2 separate regions of the Mus musculus genome follow, and region 2 is linked to region 1. Evidence: chromatin contacts called from public HiChIP or PLAC-seq data. All regions are on one chromosome and are shown on one strand. Each heading gives the region's core, a stretch centred on a gene start, on an enhancer-like site or on the middle of the called end of the contact. The rest is flanking DNA. Distances are from core to core; before and after follow the strand shown. Region 1 holds the start of Tnip3 (TNFAIP3 interacting protein 3). Region 2 overlaps LOC108169147 (a long non-coding RNA gene).

Region 1 (5,238 bases), core at 1,806-4,305:
AATAATAAAAGGTTGAGATTAAGTAGTCAATAAAATAAAGAGAAGAAATTCTGATCTTCAAAAACCTCATTGATCTGATCTTGTGTTTTGTAAAAAATATTTGTTATAGGGGTTGTCAATATGCATTTGGTGGTATATGCTTAGCATGTAAAAGGCCCTGAATTTGACTCCCAGCACTTAGTACACAAAATCATCATGACAGGGACAAGCTGATGGGCCAGCCTAATATGCTATCTACTGTTCATTTATTTTAATTTCTGAAACAATTCATTAATAAATTGTAAGTAAGCAAAACCAACACATACAGCTAAAATGCATCAATTTGATTACAAATTATGAACAAATTAACTGCCAGTATGACCATTACACAAGCATGTTTTAGAAGTGGGTAGAGATCATCTGGCCCTATGAACTTTAGCCAGCCTTTTTAGGTGGGACATTAGAACACAAGTTTAGACTAATAATAAGTTATCAGCATAATGAGAACTAAAAACCCTGTCTTCAGTTACTTTCCACCCAGGGACTGAGACAATCATTCAAAGAAAGGCCTAAAGTTCTAGAAACTGCCTGCCATCTAGCAAAGTGGACCACCTCCAGGAAGGCTTACAGAACACAATGCTTCCTTGCTGTAATTCAATAGTCTACATACATCCTGTCCAAGTCATTAAGTAATTGAATGAACTGGGCCATCAGGGCACTTCTGAATTTTGTGCTCAGTTTTAGCAGCAGTCGTTACCATGAGCCACAGCCCTAAAAGCCATTCGTGAACAACCAAGAAACCTTGTTCAGACTTATCGGTCTTCACCAAAAGTAGTTGGAGGAAATGACTGGCAATCAGCTTGGGATTTCAAGAACTTCTTTTCATTGGAAACAAATAATAAAGCTATTTTCTAACTTATTCAGGTCTTAGTGTTTCAGGGCTTGATAACATTTTACAGAGAGTGGATGCTGTCCTTTGTTCTTAAGCTTTTAATTTAGAGTCGAGTGCTCATCAGACCACATTCTAAAGACAGTCTTCTGTTGGTCAATAAACAGAGTGATTAACAGTATCTCATTACCTCAAGAGGCCATTTGACTAAACTGGAAGTATGACATCAAAACCTAAGTGGCAGCAATGCCTGGCATTATTGTTGGACTTTCTCTTTTGGGGGATGATTCTGAGAAATTAGGCCCATACTGGATTAGAACTGAGTAAGCACAAAGTGACGTTGGTCTGGAAAATGCTAGAAGCTGATCCTACCCAGCATGCTCTGAGCTTAGCAAGGTAGAGATGCCTTGAGGTTGATTCTAAACTAGTGATCCTCCCCCATAGCATAACATCACAGGGGAACCCGTGAAGGGTAAAGCACCCTGAGTATTAGACCAGTCCTGGAGATTCATAATTCCCCCTTCATGATAAATATCCTAACATCCAACATCGTGTGAACTTTAGGTCCTAACAACTCTTCCTATTTGTGATACAAAAATTGTGAGTAGCAAACATTTGCAGTCTTGGATCTGGTGTCCCACGCACCCTCCAACCCCCCAGCAGTGTTCTCTGTACAAAAAAAAAAAAAGTAAAACACATTGACTCTTGGCTTTTATTTTATAAGTAAGGTTTCTGTACTAAATCTTTAAGAAAATCTACTTGTAACCACAGGAGTACTGATGTACAAGATTCTGAAATAGTCATTAAAAATGGAGACATTGAGAAGAGAAGATAGAGCACAGGGCTAGAAAGAGGTTTTGAAAGAAATATATCACCAGGAATTTCTAGATAGACTAGACTGGTCAGCTTTTTACCATGGATTCTATGCCTCAGGTACATTTTTAAACCAAGCAGAGTCAAACAAACACAAAGCTGTTCATATTTGGAGTAAGTTTTTGCGTGTGTTTTCTTTTCTTTTCAGTTTTTCTTCAGGTAGCAAAGTCATCTGATATCATAGTAAATACAAAGACATTTAGTCATTGGGTTCTAGGAAGGGCCTTCTTATAAAACAAGCAATCCTTCTAAACAATTCCTTATTATCATTTTCTGTGAAATAAAGTCTCTGTTGAAAATGTTTGGCTATTTCTTCTACCAAAACATTCAAGTCAACTGCTAGGACATTCAAGTTGTGACACAGCAAATTAAATATCGAAATGAACAAAGGAATTCCACTTAGTTTCTCATTATGTCTTGGGCAACTCTTTAAGAAGACTTTGAGATAATCCAGCAAGTTGGCAGAGTGGGTAATTCACAGGCCACTGAGACAAATAACTGAATTTGATCTCTGGGACCCACACCGTGGAAGGAAAGGCCTATCATTGGCAGGCAGTCAGTCTTCTGGCCTCCACAGTCACTCTGTGGCATATGTGTATGCACACATTTAAAATAAATGAATAAAAATATACTAAAACTAAGAAAGCATAATAATGAATTCATTGAAATAGTGAATGTTTTTTGTAATAGCTGAAACAAATTATAGCACCAGTTGAATATATTAATGTTATAAGTCTTTTACTGCTAAATATCTTATTTCTAATCACATCTTTACAGTACATGTTTTAGACTTTACACTGAACTAACTTCTTCTACAGAACAAAATCACATAGGAAAAGGAAACTGTGCAGATGTGGTCCTGTCATTTAGTAGAAGCAGCCCAACTCAGTGAGTTCAAAGCCAGTGACTTTTCATTTGTCAAATAATACTGGTTCAAATTCTGAGCAGGTCTCAATTGAAGAAGGTGGTTCAGCTACTGAAGTTCTCTACTCTTTGACCCCTCTATCATCGTGTTCTTGGCTCTGAGTATAGCCACCTTAACCTGACACATGCTCTTACCTCTGTGTGCTCCATGCAAGCTCCAGCCGCACTCAGTCCAGACATGTCCTGGGAAGACAAGGAAGCTGTTTTTCTGAGAGTCTTGTAAAGCAGAAGGAAAAAGAGAGAAAGAAAAGCTCTTATAGTGCCTTTCACGATGAGAACGGGCAAGCTTTGGAAAACCTATGTCTCTGTTGACTCGCGGTAGAAAATAATAACAAGTTCTCCTTAGACTCCAGCAGAAGTGACTGTATGTTAACCACACAGAATAAGGATGCATGAGAAGTGTGATTTTAACTTTTATTGGCTTCCATGTAACTGGGATTTCCCAGGATGTCTCAAGTAGGCAGGCAGTGACTAAGATGTGGGGCAGATTGGCCTTGCTATGTATATAAATTACCCTTCTTCCTTTAGAGCAGTTTCTCCTACTAGAGGAGGAAGTTTCTACCCACAGAATGCCTGGGGCTAACCTAGCTTTTCTTCTGGCCTAACTGCCAGAAATTTATCATATTTACCCAAGTAGTTAGGTCACTGTTGATTTTTTGACAGCTGATTTCTTGTTTCCTACGGGTGTGACTTTCCAGCAATGTCTCCTAAACATGAGTTTAGCTGTGTAGGCCATGGTGAGTCACATGCACCTGTGAGTGCTACGAACTATCACAGAAGCAAAAATAAATAATAATAATAATAATAATAATAATAATTCTTAACAAAATAAAATGTATGTTGCTTATACACCAAGCCTGGCTTTCATATTGAATACTCATAAGCTGAGTTCAAATTTTTTACCAAGGCATTTGCTTAAATCATTAGATCAATTTTTCCTCCAACATTTTGCTCTGCCTTAATTGGCTGGCTCCTTCCTGTCCTGCTACAGACCTTTCAGTTAATGGTGTACTGGAGATGGGCTGCATAGGGGGCTGAGGGCATTGAGGTGTACTGGAGATGGGCTGCATAGGGGGCTGAGGGCATTGAGGTGTACTGGAGATGGGCTGCATAGGGGGCTGAGGGCATTGAGGTGTACTGTAGATGGGCTGCATAGGGGGCTGAGGGCTTTGAGGTGTACTGTAGATGGGCTGCATAGGGGGCTGAGGGCTTTGAGGTGTACTGTAGATGGGCTGCATAGGGGGCTGAGGGCATTGAGGCATTGGAGCTGTTCTTTGGACGGAATCTTCTGGAACAGAAACAAGTAAAGAAGGGGTTGCTGAAATGAAAAAAAAAAAACTTCTTTAAGTTCAGTCACATGACTGGAGCCTTTTGTAGAGTCACCCCCATACAAATAGGATAAAATGAAAAACAAAACAAACAAAAAACAGAAAACTAGAAACAAAGAAAAAACTCTGGGACCATAAAAGTTTTAAAAGCAAGTGTGTACATTTCTGAGGTCTGACCTTCCTTTTCCATCTATCAGATAGTCAGTCTATCTCTCACTTTCTCCTACACTACTCCATGTTCCTGTCATATTAACTTACCTTAACAACCTGAAATGAGGCTTTTCTGTTCTCCCTTGTGCCCTTGAGCATGCCCCTTTGCCACCCTGCTCCCTGCCCATAGACCTGGTGAACTCAGAACCTCTCCTGTCCTCTGACTGTACCCTGTCTCTTCTCCCCAACCAGAGGGAACACTTCTCCAATTTTGACCATGAGTTTCTTTGTCACTGTGTTCATCTCTGTATCTACATGCTCTAGCAATATTAAACGTATTTCATAATATGAGAAGATTGGTGAATCTCTGATCTACTATACTCCAAATGTGTGGATTTTTGTAAGTGCATTTGCTTACTTCCTGCTATTTTGGGGGTGTGTTCTGAAGATACATATGAGTGAAAGAAAGTTGTGCTGCCTTAGAGCAATATCCAAAAATACCAGTGGGAGTCCAATTGTTCCTGTAGAGTTCTGAAGGTAAAAGTTATGACGCACACATGCTCTGAGTGTAGAGGAGAGAAACAGACGCTGGCGTGTTATCCACACCGAGACATGCTCATCAAAAATAAAAAAAAATCTTTAATGGGAAAGCAATTTTATTCCAACACACACTCATATAGCCTCCTTCCAGTCCCCAAATATACATACTCAGAGGAAGGTGTATACAGTTAAAAGTTCTTTACGCTTTTCTGTGGTAGGTTGTACTGGAGTATGAGAGGCAGCAATGTGAACCCTCAAAAATGGTCTAAAAGAACATTCTCTTCAAATGTCATCCTTGGCATGTCTGTCCCTGACGTCTTCCTTGCCATGGATCCTGACCCAGGCTCCTCATGTGAGGTATGATGGCTTCTGTCATGTCAAATCCTACAGCTTCACAATTCTCATCATAACTCCTCTGTCTTTTCTGCTGTGCAGACTGATAGCAAAGTGAGTTTCTGTGAGTTCTTGGTCCTAAAACATATGAATAAGCTGGGTGTGGTGGCACACGCCTTTAATCCCAGCACTTGGGAGGCAGAGGCAGGTGAATTTCTGAGT
Region 2 (5,472 bases), core at 126-2,625, 52 kb after region 1:
CTATCCTTAAGTCTTGCGTTTCCCTAATTTCTCATATTATGTTCATCTGGGCGTTCCCTTTCTACTCTGTTTTGTTTAATTTCATACTAAGCCCTGGCTTAAATTTTACTACGTAGACCAGGTGGGTCTCAAGCTTGTTGAGATTCTCCTGGCTCTGTCTCCTGTGTGCTAGGGCTGCAGGTGTGCACACTCCATTCAGTTTGGGGCTGTTTTTTAATTAGGCAAAACACTTAACCATATATTATTATTAATTATGCACATAGATTTTTACATTTTTACTTGTAAGCAGCTGGAGGCAAAGGTGTGCGCATGCCTTCTGCAAGCAGCTAGCATAGCATCTTGCACATAGACGGTACCAAGTGAAAACCGAGAGTTACTCACTGTATCACTGAATAGAAGGAGACAGGAAAAACCCCTTTAATGATTGTCAAAATGAAGGGTGTGGCTGAGGAACCTGTGTAGAACTTCTTCAATGTATTGGCAAAAGAGTTGTTTCTTTAGCAAAGCAAAATTTGTACAACCGAGAAAGCATTGCCAGCACAAAAACTCCATGGCCCACCACAGTTTCTGCCTCTTGGATAGCAATGGAAAAAATGTTCAAGTCATGTACCCCGGGAGCCAAAGAGATGACTTAGCAGGTGAAAGTATTTGCTGTGCCGACTTCATGCTAGAGTTTGATCCCCAGAACACTCCTCCCACCCCACCCTCCACTGAAGGAGGGAGCTGACTCAACTTTGTCCCCTGACCTCTCCACCAATGCCTTGACACTCTCTCTCTCTCTCTCTCTTCCATAGGTGTGTGTGTGCATGTGTGTGTGTGTGTGCACATGTGGTTTGTCCCTCTCCCTCTTTCATAATGATGATGACGACGATGATGAAGATAATAAAATAAAAACAAAAAGCCGTAAATGGCTTGTGCCTATTCCCACTGCCTTCTCTTGTCTGTTCCATTCACTTGCATCCGTCAGATTCTCTTTCCAGAGTTCTGAACAGTCATCACTGTTGAAAGCAGAAATGCTGCAAGCAGAATCTTTTCATTACAGAAATGTAACCTCTAACGAAAACACTGCTTTTACCTTTCATAATCTTCGCACTGGTGGGTGATTGTTACCAGTGTCTCGTCATGTTTCTCATGTGTGAGGTGTCGACGTGGAATCTAAAAGAGAAAAATATAAAAACACAAAGGATGCAAGGCTCAGATGTGGGAAGAAAAATCTATCAGTCTCGGAAAGAAAACCACCTGTTAGATGCATTTTTCCATCCAAAGTCATGTTTTTATTCTCATGACTTATTTTCCAGCGTGTCAGTCATGAGAAGAGAGACCACAAGTGTGCTTTCTGTGTGCTTCAGCGACAGGGTAAAGAGCTGGGTATAAACAAAGTCTCAGCCTTTCAGTTAAGGAAGACTCTGATGACAGAGAGAAATTGTCCAGTAACAGGGAGACGGCTGGGCATAAACTGTTAAAGCTGTCAGGCTGACATGTTTGCAATTCAATTAGCCACACTGTAGGGACAAGCTGTCCAGGGTCTCACCACCACCCAGCACAATGCCTTTCTTCCCAGAGCACCCTTTCCTCCAGGTTTTGTTCAAGGGGAATTGGTAATCATTTCCACTTTCAGGATGACAGAAGAAATTAGTGATGCTACAACTAAAAGAAATGCTTTTTACTTCGCATTTTTCTATTGAATATTAATTGCAGCATAGTTACCCAAACTGTTAAAAGCTACACAGGCAACGTGGTGCCTCAGATGGTACATAGCAGACACTTGAACTTGAAGAGTTAGATGAATCATGTATATTTTGAAAGCTAATTCCTGCAGGAAGTTAACACATTTTAAATGCCCCTGGAAACTAGTAATTGCCATGATCCCTTTAGAAAACGCAGGGAGTTGGGTCTCTGGGAAACAGGAGGGTAGCTTGTCTGAGTTTTTTGAGTTTCTGTCAAATTTTAATAACTGGCCCCCAAAGTCTGCTCATCGCAGGTCTCTGAGAAGGACTCACGTTACCTATTGGCAAACTACCTTCACACAGTGTGGGAGGGTGGCTTTTTGTTTCATTTTGTTTTCGACTCGTGGCAGCTGTTTAAAAGTCATCTGTTACCACCATGGCAGCCAGTTACTAGATGAAAGCAGAATGCCTCTTGGGACTGTTGAAAGAACTGGACCACCAACTAGTATAACTTTTTTTTCCTTCTAATTATGCAAAATTACATAACTGCTTCTCTTCTTTGTGTGGTGCTCCAGAGATGTTGCACAATTCCCCACACTCATGGAAGAGAAAAGCCAGAGATACCTGACAACTAGGGGCCTATCCTGGCAGCTTTAGAAGTTGAGCTTTTTTTTTAAATATATAAATGAAGTAATAAATAAGTTTGTAACAATGCCTATAAATGTGCTATTAGTTTAAATGAGGCATTAAGAACTCTACTACCCGGAGTCGCCAAAGGAAGCAGCGGAAGCCCAGAGAGGCCAACAACCAGTCAGCTGCCAACCTAGGACTAACTAGAGATGTAGTTCTTTATGTTTATTCCTCCACAATTGCACATTGTAGATGGGATATTTGAAATATAAGTATATTTCTTTTAACAGTAATGTTTACATTATAAATGAAACCTCATCAATAGATATGACAAAGGCAGTGGTCTCACATTATTTGGCAGATGGAAAGGGAAACCTTGAGACTTCATCTGCACTAAATCCCAGATTAGGGTAACTTCAAGTTGCCCCACAAACAACTGTAGTGAAATATGCTCCTTAATAATCTCAGCACTTGGGAAGTAGAGGCAGGCGGATTTCTGAGTTCGAGATCAGCCTGATCTACAAAGTGAGTTCCAGGACAGCCAGGGCTACACGGAGAAACCCTGTCTCTAAATAAAATAAATAAATAAATAAATAAATAAATAAATAAATAAAAAATCACTAAGTAAATGAAGCACAGAATCCCTCTGGCTGGGTTGCTATGTCCTTGCATGGCTTGGGTCCTGGAAAGCTGACTAAATGTCCTGAGGGAATGGAGAAAGTATAGACACACAGACACAGAAGAGCTGGGATCGAGTGGACCAGGCTCTCTGATGTAGAAGCTGCAGCACCCAGAAAGCTCAGTGTGTTTATTTTATACAGCTGAATAGAGACACAGGACTATTGAATACAGATAAACAAGGAGGCAGGGCTATTACACAGCTGACCAAGATGGCAGGTTTAGCTCATCTTGGCAAGAGAAGTCTGTGGAGGAGAGTAGTCTTCAGGGTGTAAAAGCCTAGGGGGAAGCCAAGAGAATATTAGCATGGACATTATCTGCACACTGTCAAAATTCTCACTTGGAACAGAGGAAGCCTTAGACATTCCTCTGAGACCAACCATGAGAAGGCTTTGGCACTCCCATGAGTCTGAGCCATTGGACCTTTGACGTGGTCATGACCATGTCAAACAATACACAGCCAATCAGAACGTCACTCAATCCCTACACTGGGTGATCATGAACTCACTGAAGTTCTCTTGGATGGTATGAAGACTAGCAGACAGATAGACAGACAGACGGACAGACAGAGTAAACACCAGGCAGGAGGCCCTGAGTCACAGGTACACTGGGACTAAGAGAACATGGCAATTATCTTTGATAATTTCTTGTTCAATGTAAATTAAGACATTTTAACTTTATTAAACATTTTACATACTTAAACCAGATCTGAAATAAAATAAACAAGCTGGACACAGATTTTTTTTTTTTTGCAAGAGCAATTGTGCTGGAGGTATAGAAGAAGGGTCAACCAAAACAACATGCATAAAAGTGCCATAAGGAAACCCGTGACTTTTTATGCCAATTTAAAAAAATTAGTAAAAATTTAAAATTGCATGTGAATGCTAAAGAAACGGTGTTAGAACCAAGGGTGTGTCAAACCACGCCACCTGTTTGCAGGAGCACAACAGAAGTCACTATTTTTGGATGCTCATAGTCATCTACAGGATGGAACACAGGGCCCCCAATGGAGGAGCTAGAGAAAGTACCCAAGGAGCTAAAGGGATCTGCAACCCTATAGGTGGAACAACAATATGAGCTAACCAGTACCCCCCAGAGCTCATGTCTCTAGCTGCATATGTATCAGAAGATGGCCTAGTCAGCCATCATTGGGAAGAGAGGCCCCTTGGTCTTGCAAACTTTATATGCCCCAGTATAGGGGAACACCAGGGCCAAGAAGTGGGAGTGGGTGGGTAGGGGAGCATGGCAGAGGGAGGGTATAGGAAACTTTCGGGATAGCATTTGAAATGAAAATAAAGAAAATATCTAATAAAAAAAAAGAAGCCATTATTTTGCCTAGAAGTACTTGTGTCTCTTATAGATATCATGGTCTAACAGAGGTCTTGCCATGATACATCTGATCCCTCTCCAACAAAGTTACTGTCAATTTATTACCCTCTGCTAAGATCACCCCTAAAACTTATGATCTATTCCTTTGGAAACCTTCAGGAAAGTTCTACATTTAAGTTGGATGACTGAGATGAGGAACATCAAGCTGCACAATGCCAATGGCTTTCAAAGGATCCCAGGATGGAACCCCTGAAGCTGCTCTCCCAACCCTCCACCTGCTTGAGAGCTACTTTTTAAGCCACAGAGCTAGAGCAGCAGAATGGCTGTGAGCAGCTTGCTTTGAAGTCTAATTTTCCCACACCTCTCCATCTCCTCTTCTGTAAGCAGGGGTGATGAGTGCATCCTTCACAGGACTGCAATTAGCTGGAGTGCCTGCCTGGTAGGTAGCTAGTACTGTACAATTTTAAAAATTGGGACACAGTGTCATATTCCCCTAAGTAACACAGTATGCTGGGAAAAAGTCTGTGCAGCAGTCATGCTATTTTGGCTCCTTCTGAGTAGGTGGGTCAGTTCACTACCTTGACTCATGATCCTATTGACACAGCTTGATGTGTACCAGTAGATATGAATTATTATTTCTAAGATTTTTATGGCTAATGATTTCAGGTAAGGCTAAGGAGATGGCCTCGGAGAAGTCAATATGAAGTGACAAGCCTTAGAGGTTGCAGATCAGGGGTTTCTTGTTTTCATATCCCAGCATGGGCCAGAGTAAGGTCTTTCTGCCTTAACAATAGAAAAGTGATCATATGCTAACTGCATATGATGAATTGGAAGATAAACATTATTGTCAGTTAAGAGTAGAGGGTGACACTTCATTGTCGCCAACAGTGTTTTGCTTGAATTTTTAGTAGAGTATTTAAACTGTTTTATTATTACATTTTTTTTGTCAACAAAGCAGGAAATCAGAAAGATTAAAACTTGATTTAAAGTTGCTTCAAAATTTAGTTTCCATGGTGAAATAAATTATAAGTCATATATAATTTTTAGGACCATAAGATTAAGCATTAAAGAACATAGGAAGAAAGATACCCAAGTGGTTGACTCAAGCTAAAAGAAAGTAAGTTTTTTCCTTCCCATCGCTTGATTAATTTCTTCTTCTTTTCTCCCA

Evidence for each region. HiChIP or PLAC-seq counts read pairs in DNA pulled down with a chosen protein or histone mark.
Region 2: a contact with region 1 is called in a BATF HiChIP or PLAC-seq map of CD8 T cells, with 10 read pairs. The contact joins the enhancer-like site here to the promoter of Tnip3 in region 1. A contact is called at or near these places in 1 of 39 promoter capture datasets (stem cell-derived epiblast-like cells), 1 of 15 datasets of contacts at CTCF or cohesin (CD8 T cells), 4 of 115 datasets of contacts at active chromatin or transcription factors (CD8 T cells, bone marrow-derived macrophages, embryonic stem cells and 1 more) and 2 of 9 other capture datasets (adipose tissue and pancreatic islet).

What each region holds. Positions count from the first base shown.
Region 1 is chr6:65,588,215-65,593,452 of GRCm38.p6, reverse strand. Tnip3 (TNFAIP3 interacting protein 3) reads right to left here and starts at 3,055. Exons shown (of 8, transcript NM_001001495.2): 1 at 2,801-3,055. The coding sequence starts at 2,845.
Region 2 is chr6:65,534,259-65,539,730 of GRCm38.p6, reverse strand. It overlaps LOC108169147 (a long non-coding RNA gene), which reads right to left. Exons shown (of 3, transcript XR_001785269.1): 2 at 1,076-1,155. Among named protein-coding and RNA genes, the nearest start is that of Tnip3, 53 kb to the left of the region's middle. Within about 2 kb of position 1,375, at least 21 of the 459 cell types and tissues checked have an H3K27ac peak or open chromatin away from gene starts, as enhancers often do. A contact at or near this core is called in CD8 T cells and memory CD8 T cells, where this site is marked.